Linked DNA regions of Oryctolagus cuniculus: region 1 is linked to region 2. A link is a contact called in public Micro-C data. All regions are on one chromosome and are shown on one strand. The core of a region is the stretch at or near the end of the contact, and the rest is flanking DNA. Distances in the headings are between cores, read along the strand shown.

Evidence for each region. Hi-C and Micro-C count contacts between places; a contact is called where the count stands out from the background.
Region 1: a Micro-C map of ear pinna shows a contact between it and region 2, with 10 times the contacts expected there. The contact joins the promoter of ADSS2 here to the promoter of ZBTB18 in region 2. A contact is called at or near these places in 2 of 6 Hi-C or Micro-C datasets (ear pinna and an unstated tissue).

The regions. Positions count from the first base shown.
Region 1 is chr13:64,417,628-64,421,836 of mOryCun1.1, reverse strand. It overlaps ADSS2 (adenylosuccinate synthase 2), which reads left to right and starts at 2,694. Exons shown (of 13, transcript XM_070055619.1): 1 at 2,694-3,016. The coding sequence starts at 2,834. CATSPERE (catsper channel auxiliary subunit epsilon) reads right to left here and starts at 383. Exons shown (of 22, transcript XM_070055618.1): 1 at 93-383. The coding sequence starts at 157.
Region 2 is chr13:64,057,379-64,061,982 of mOryCun1.1, reverse strand. It overlaps ZBTB18 (zinc finger and BTB domain containing 18), which reads right to left and starts at 1,777. Exons shown (of 4, transcript XM_051821490.2): 1 at 1,630-1,777.

The DNA of each region.
Region 1 (4,209 bases), core at 1,445-3,944, 360 kb before region 2:
ACACCAAGGCCCCGCAACACCCTCTGGCACGAGGACTGCCAGGGCGAGCGGGCCGTGGACTCACGGGGTGCGGGAACGGGGCGTCTCTCTACCTCCACAAGGCCCAGCCACAGCAGCTCAGCCACGACAGCAGCACCGCCACTCCCGGGGTCGCCATGGCACCGGCTTCACCTCGGCCCAACGGCCTCACCAGTGCCCGTTGGGCTCCGCGCGGTGGCGGGGCTGCGGGCTGCACAGGCGCGCCAGGGCAGGGGCACGTGTCCAGCCGCGCGAGGAAGTGTGCGGAGGCCGGACGGCTGGCGGGAGCGCGCAAGTGTAAACCAGGTTTGCGGAAAGGCGTGACTCTGGCGTCTTCTGAGTGTAGGTTTTCGCCCAGTTCTTCCCGAGACTCCAGCACCACTGCCATAGCAAAGGCGTTCCTGCAGAGCGTGCCAGGGAGCAAAGCGTGCTGCCACAGACTTCTAAAGGGAGCAGAGCTGAAGAGTAATGCGTTGCTTATTGAGCACCTACTGCATGCTCAACACTGGGCACTTGCTACAATCTGCTGTGACCTGGGAAAGCAGTAGAAGGTGGCCCAAGTCCTTGGGCCCCTGCACCCGCGTGGGAGACCCAGAGGAAGCTCCTGGCTCCTGGCTTCAGACTGGAACAGCTCTGATCGTTGTGACCAATTGGGGAGTGAACCAGTGGACACCTCTCTCTCTCTCTCTCTCTCTCTCTCTCTGCCTCTCCTTCTCTTCTGTGTAACTCTTTCAAGTAAAATAAATAAATCTTAAAAAAAAATACTGAAACGCCTTGAAAGATCATTAGAGAATGTGGTGTCGTATATGATTTGGGAGACACTACATATGACACGATTCTATTCCCACCTTTTCCCAAGCAATTTTTATCTTAATGAGATGTGTAGTTAATTTCTGTGCAACTGAAAGGGTCAACAGTAGACATACTCTATAATCTAGCACTGAAAGGCACTTAGAAGTAATGAGTAGGCTATTCAGTAAGGGACTGGGCTCTGGGCTCTGTCTAGGTACCAATTCACAGCCCACTGCATCAAGTTACCTAGCTTTTATTAAAATGTTTTGTAATGTTTATTTTTATGTACTTCAAAGGCAGAATGAGAGAGAGAGAGAGAGACAGAAAGAGAGAGAGAGAGAAAGAAGTATCTTTCATCTACCCATATACTTCCCAAATGATCATAACAGTGAGAGCTGGGCCAGGCCAAACGTAGGAGGCAGGAACTCTCTCTGGGTCTCCCACGTGGGTGGGCAGGGGATCAAGCTCTGGAAGCATCATCTGCTACCTCTCAGGATACATTAGTAGGAAGCTGGATTGGAAGAACAACAGCTGGGACTCCAACTGGCACTCTAATGTGGGATATAGGTGTCCCAAGAAGTTGCTTAACCAGCTGTGCAACAGCTCCATTTTTTAATTAAAAACACATTGACTTGAAAACAAAACAAAACAAAAATTATTTATTTGGAAAGTTGAAAGGGAGGGAGGCAGGGGGAGGAGAGAGAGAGAGAGAGAGAGAGAGAGAATTTCCTCTAGTGGTTTATTCCTCAAATACCTACAATATCTGGGGCTGCAGCAGGCTGAAACCAGCACCCTGGCACTCAACGCAGGTCTGTCACATGGGCGCTAGCACAAGCACCTGCACCATCACTTGCTGCCTTCCAGGAACCACGTTAGCAGTGAGGCGGGCTGGGAAGCTAAGCCAGGCACTCAGATATGGAATGTGGGCATCGCAAACAGCATCTTTACTGCTGCTCCAAATGCCTACCTAGCGACCTCGCTTTCATCCTGCAAAATAAGGATAAGATAGTATCACCTACCGTATCTGCAAGGTTGTGAGGAATTCAGAATTTCATCATAGTACAGGAGCACTTGAAGAAGCTCGTGGAAAATGTGTTATGAAAAAACTATGCAAGGATTTCAAAATTTTTTGCGCCATCATAAACTAGCGCTTTACCTCCATTTTTCTATGACCTTACTGGTGTACTCTCATCTGTACATAATTAACAGATAATTCCTTCCTCTCGGAGCCTGAGCCTTTATCACTAACGTGTAGCATAAGAAGGGTAAGGGCTCTACTTGATCTCTAGATTTCCTGAGCTAATATCCTGTGCCTTACTTTTGAGTTTGCCCTTTTTGACCTGTGCCTCCATCTCTGCTCTTACTGTGGAATTTTACTTTCCATCCCTGAAGGTACACGTTCTCATTTCTTGTTTGCATTTTAAAATCGCACCTTTTTCATTCTATGTACAGTATCTCAGCCCTTAATAGAAATCAATCTTTTAAAACAAAAACGAACGTTTCCAGAGACGGAAACCGGCAGATGGCAGACACCGGGACACCGGGGCACGGGACTACGGCGCCGCAGCCCAGAGCGCTGCATGCCGGGAGCTGTAGTCCGACGCACCTCCGCGCCTCTGAAGTTTGAAAGCGGGAGGACGGGGGAGTGGGCGGGGCGTTGGAGGTGAAGCGCGACTGAAGCCCCGCCCCTGCCCCTTCCGCTCGCGGGGTCCGCGCTGGAGTGGCGCGCCTGGCCGCGGAAGGGGCGCGGCCTCGGCCCCGGGGTGGCGGGCTTGTTGTGCGGGTGGTGCTGCCGAGGTTGGCCTGCGCGGGGCAGTCGTGGTCGCCCCGTGAGCGGGCCGCGGCGGAGAGCGGGGCGGGGCCTGGCTGGAGGGTGGCGGCCCGGCGGGGCGGGGGCGGGGGCGGGGCCGGCCTCTGGCTCCTTCTTCCTCCGCATGTGGCTGGCGGCCGCAGAGCGGTTTAGTTCGCGCACTCCTCGTTGGCCGCGTCCCCTTCGGGCTGTCCTCGCCGCCTCAGCGGAGCCATGGCGTTCGCCGAGACCAACCCGGCAGCATCCTCCCTGCCCAACGGCGACTGCGGCCGGCCCAGGGCGCAGCCGGGAGGCAATCGGGTGACGGTGGTGCTCGGCGCGCAGTGGGGTGACGAAGGCAAAGGGAAGGTGGTGGATCTGCTGGCGCAGGACGCCGACATCGTGTGCCGCTGCCAGGTAAGGCGGCGCGGCTCTGACCGCGAAGCCGGGCCCGGGAGCCGCGGCTTCCTGGCCGCTGGGCTTCTGGTGCCCGGGAACTCGGGCCCAGAACCCAGATCTGCCGGCCAAAAAGGAGGTGTCACCTTGAGGTTCTCTGCTCTTGCTGTGAGCTGCGGCGACAAGCAGAAATGGCGGGAGGTCAGGGACCCCCCCCCCCCCCAACCTGGAGTCTCGGGTGAAGCTCTGGGTGGCTCTGGAGGACAATGCGGCTGACGGGGGATCTTCGATAGACGCGCGGTGCCTGGGAGTTGCAGATTTCGGTGTGGGGACCGGTGCCCGGTTCGGAGACTGGGGCCGGGCGCGGGGTGGGATGCGGTCGGAGTTTGAGGAGCTACCGCCCGAGGCCTGCTCCCGACTCCGGGCGGGGACGGGGCGGGAACCAGGCGCGGCCGCAGAACCTGCCCATCACCCACCCATCCAGGGCGGCCAAGTGGGAGTGGATTTTTTCCAAAATGCCCTGAAATCCAGACTCACCGTTGCCCCACCTGCAGGCCCCGGCAGTGCCGAGTGCTGCCTTCTCAGGTCTACTTTGTTGACATCAGAACCCACCTTCTGGGCTTTGGACTGTTAAAGGGCCCTGTGGGGTTTTGTTTACGTTTGCAGGAGAGATTCTTTACTCTGTGTTCCCAGAAGAAGGGAATCCCCGCTCTGTTACAAAGTGAGGCAAGGAAATACATGGATGTCACATCGGGCATTTGGAACTGTTTACAGTGTCACAGTCACATCGAAAGTTCCCTTCAGGGAAACCGAGTGGTAATGCACTTCCTACCGGGAGACACGTGGTTTTCAGCGTTAAGTTTTCTTCCTATTTGTCGTTCCTCTTGAAGCAGCCTGGTGGCTAGACCTTTGGAAAGGCCCTCAGTTAACCAGCCCCAATTTCAAAATCAGAAATCGATGAGAAATCCTTTTCTGAAACCAAATGTAATCTTTGGAATTAACTATAGCCTTTGTAGGTTGCACTCGTTTTTCTTGTAGAATATTCCTGGCACACTAGGAGGAGATGGTGCTGCAGGTGAGGAAACAAGTCCGGAGGGCGGCGGGATGGGAACCTTTACCTGGAATCGAACACCATTTGAACGTGCAGAAACAAGCAAGTCACAGAGTGTGCAAAGCGAAACAGAAGCAAGCTCTGCCTCCCCCAACTTGATTGT
Region 2 (4,604 bases), core at 528-3,027:
TGAAAATGAATGCTGCACCTGCCTATCTGATCTTTCTGCTCCGAAAAGGCAGAACCTTGTCTTCCCCCTTGATCTGCGGCCCATAACTATCTCTCTCTCTTTTTGGGTCACTCTGTGATGTTCATGATCACAAGAAAATCGTGGGGGTGCAGTGGGGGGCGCGGAGAGGCAGGTCTAGTAAGTTTGGGAACTTTTTGGCTGCAGTGGGTCTTGGCAAACGGCTGATGAAACTGTACTGTAACCCGGGCCGGGCTGACCGGTGCCCTGCAAGGTGCTACGCCATCTCCACGGCCTCGTGGGAGGGTGAGGAGCAGCACAGGAGCTGGGGCCCGAGGCGCAGGCGGCCCAGCCCCGGGGACACCCGCTCGGCGCTCCCCACAAGTTAAAGAGTAACAAAAACCCGACTCCTCCGTCCTGTCTCGCTCTCCCAAAGTCACCTAACTTTGTCCAACTTCGCGGTGAATGACATAATGACGAACGCCTAGTTCACGACACACTCCTCGGAGACAAATTCCCTCCGCAGCCACGCGGCCTCTGCTCCGACAAACACCCTCGGCCCCGCTCCGATACATCGGGCATTAATCACCCCACTTTCCCAGCGGGGTGGGGGCCGAGTGACACTTTAACGAGCCCCGAGCACCGCACTGGGCCAGCGGCTCCCACTCCACAAATCAACCCCTTCCCTTCTCGCGGCGGACCCACAGACGTTTTGTGAGGCTGGGGCGGTGGGTGGGTGGGGGGAAGAGTTTGTCAAAGGAGAGGGGGCTGGGGTGTTGAGTTTGGGAGTGGAGGGGGTTGGGGAGAAATGCAAATCTCGACGTAGTCCGCCGTGCATTAAGACGCTCGGGGAAAGAGGAAGGTTAAAAACCACAGGGAAGGAGGAGGTGGAGGGCGTAGAGCCGGTGCAGCAGGAAAACACCTTAAACAACAGCCGAGAAAACAGACCCGGGTCACGGCAACAACAAAAGAAAAGTCGTAAGAAGCAGCCGGGGGAGGAGGTGGTTGCCAGCGCTGCCCCGACGCCGCGGCGCGCGAGCCCCCGGGGCCTCCAGGCAACTGCACCAGCCTGGGGCGCGCGGGGAGTGGGGAGGGGGGGCCTTCCCCGCCGCCCCCTCCCCCCGGGCGCCACTGCAGCTGCACCGGTCCCCGGAGCCGCGGCCGTCCCGGGCGCCACTGCAGCTGCGGCGGCTCCCAAGCCCCCTCCCCCAGCCCGCCGCCCTCCGCACCCGAGAGGCGCCACCGCAGCTGCACCGGCCGGGAGCCCGCCCCGCGCCGCAGCTGCACCGGCCCGGGCTGGGTGGTGGGGGTGGTGGTGGTGGTGGTGGTGAGGGGGGGTGGGTGGCGCGGCACGGAGCCTGCGAGTCCGCACCCCGCCCGACCCCGCAGCTGCGGCGGCCCCGTCCCCGCGCCCAAGCCTCCCGCAGCTGCGCCGCCCCCCGCCGCCCCAACAGCTCCAACCACACAAACTAACTCCGCTGGCGGGGGGCGCCCCCGGCCCGGCCCGCCCTCCGCCCGCACTGCCCTGCCCAGCCGGCGAGGGCCGCACAGCTGGCGCCCCCCGCCCGCCAGCGGGGCCGGGGCGCGGAGGGGGCGCCGGGTCAGGGGCCGGGAGCCGGCGCCGGGACTCACACGGAGCGGCCCTAAGTCACCGCGTCCCCGCCGCCGCCGCCGCGTCCTCCGCCTCCTCCCGGCCGCCGCCGCCGCCGCCGCCGGACTTGGTGGGCTTCCTCCTCCTCTTGCCCCCCTCCCTCCCGGCCCCCCCACCCCCCAATCCCGGCTCCGTCGCCCGCTCCCCCCCGCCCCCTCCCTCCCTCCCACCCACCCCCGCTGGCAGCCGGAGGAGCGCGGCGGAGCGAAGAGGGCCCCACTCTCAACGGCTCCCCATGGCAGCAGCCCAGCGGCGGCCGCAGCCTGCCAGACACAGCGAGGGAGCGAGCGAGGGAGCGAGCGCGGAGCCGCCGGGCCGGGGTGGGGGGGGCGGTGCGGGGGGGCGGTGCGGGGGAGGGGAGGGGGCGGGAGGACGCACCACGCACGCACGCGGCGGCGCCGGCCAGATGTTCCCCCCCCTCGGCCCGCCCCTCTCCTCCCCAGCCCCCTCCCTCCGGGCGTGGGGCTTCTGCGATTGACCGAAAGCGGCTGGACCGGTGCTCCCCGCCCGCCCCCAGTCCGCCGGCTGCTCCAATAGAAGGGCGGCTTTTCAGGAGGGCGGAGGGCGTGGCAGGTAGTCGTCGGACTGACATGAGGATCTAGCCAATGAGAAGGGCAAGCCGGAGCTGCCGCCCGCGCGTGCCAATCGCAGGCAGCAACTGTTGGGGTGGGCGGGGCCCTGGTTGGGCGGGGGCCGGGAGCGGAGCGGCGCGGGGCGGAGTCCGCGGGCGCAGCGGCGGCGGTGGCAGCGGCGCCCCTCTGGGTGACTTGGCCGTGAGAAAGTGAAAGGAGCCCGCAGGCGGCGGCGACAGCTGCGGTGGGAGGGGCTTGTTTCCAAGCTCCGAGGCCCCGCGCACCCTGGGGTTGCGGAGCTAGCTTTTCGGAGTGCAAGGTGCTGACCGCAAACGTACTTTGAGGAGTCGCAGGGGAGCGGGCTCGGCCCTGCGGAGTCCCGCGCGTCCCGGTGCCCAGCGGGGCGCAGAGGACGCCGCAGCGCCGAGAGGCAGTTTTCTGGGCGGCGTTCTCCTCCCGTCGCGGTCCGGTTCCCGGCGGGCCAGAGCGCCTGCCATTCTCGCGGAGCCCAGGTGTACTTAGGCAGTCCCAAGCAGCGACAGTCCCAAGTGGCCACATCGCATAGTCTTACTGTGAGGTCGATCGTTGTAGGTGCCCTAGCCTGAGTGCACAGTTGGTTTCGCAGCAAGCCACAACTTTAAAAAGTACCGAGGGAAGAGGCAAGACTGTTGTTGTAATTTTTTTTTCCGAATAAACTTTCACTCAGTAGTTTGCAATTAAACTCTGTTCATCGTGGCCACAAAGAAAGGTAGAAAGTTTTCTGTCCTGGGGGTATTGGAATCTTGAGGCAAGAAATACAGTTTAAAAAGAAAGTTGGCTAACAGGTGGTGGTGGGGAAACAGGCTTCAAACTAGAAAGCTGTGAGGAAGTGAGGAAGGCAGTCCGCGAGTGCCTGTCTAATGAAACGTGTTTATTCTTGGCTAGCTGAACCCGGACTGGCAAGCCTGTTGCTCACCAACTTGCCAGGGGACCTTTCAACCGGGCAAAACGTGCTTTCGCTTTGTTCCAGGTCAGATGAGCAAAGGAAAGTTGAGAGTGCTGTGTGGGCACATCAGCCATGTGCAACTGCTAATGAAGTTAAAAAAAAAAAACACACACACACACACAAAATTTCCTGGAACTGAAATACCGTTGGAATATCCTGTTAGAAACAGCAGGGAGCCTCTCTAGCCTTGGCTCAACCTATGCCCTGGTGCTGGATCCCTGAGGTCAGGGCCACCCCGTGGTAGCTAGAGCTTTTCATTCCGTGAAATCTGGAGTTGCATCCCTACCTTTCCTCAACTCTAGGTTTGTCAAGCCTTTTGGTAGAAGACCCACTTTCAGGCAGACCTGTTTCAGGTGAGAGGAATTGATAAATGTTCTTGATGGATGACACACGCTCACACCCCCAAGATGTCAAACGGAGGGCATGTTTCACCAACACATTTAGGAAAATAGAAAAAGAAGAGATGCACACTCGAAGCTGTTTCCCACCTAGTAAGAGCTAAGCATCTCTGGATGAATGAACTTAAGAGATAGTGTTAGGATATTCAACAACACATTCGCGAGAACCTAAGAAAATTCATACTATCCATAAAAAGCCGTATGGTATGGAGGGCAAAGCCACAGCTCTGACAAAAGGTTTTACGGACTGAACCTGAAAGTAGAGTAACAGCCCCAGAGATGTGAGGGTTGGGAGGACACTATATGTGAAAAGTTACCGCTCTCCTGTACTAGGATCATCTGACCAGGAAATAGACGTGAAATGGGTATTTTAGGAGGCAAGCCTGTCCCTTGATGGCTTTAACTGTCTTGTCCCTGGTCCTTGGTGTGATTGTATTTTCCCTGCCCTATTTTTTACTTTGAAATTTCTGTGTTTGATACTCTATTTTAGACTGTCTCCTAAACTTACTGTACAAGTGATACTTTGAGTCCTCTCTGGAAAGCCATCAACCTACAAGTTGTAAATAGAATAAGGCTGCTGTCCCTATTTTCATTCAGCACCTGTTGGAACCAGGGAAGGTAAAAAAGAGTCTAAACACCTGCCTCAAGTAGGTGCCTCAGGAGGGGCTGTGTACCTCTGCAGTTGCCCTAAGCAGACTCCCATGATAGAAGGCTACTTGACAGGAGGTTTAGTTTTTCTTGGAGAGTCAATAACCTCTTTCTACCCCTCTTACGTTGAAAAAAAATAGCGAAATAGGTACAGATACTGACCTATTGAAAAATGTAACACTGCTTTCTCTGTGGAGGACTCCTGGTCCTGCACACCTCCAGTTAATAGTAATCCAACTTTTCTGGGACTCCTGAGATTAAAAACTATACAAGTCAATCTGACCACTCAGGTTTCAGTTTCTTGCCAGGGAACAAGTTCCGTGTTTTACGTACATGCATGTTGACCCAATAAC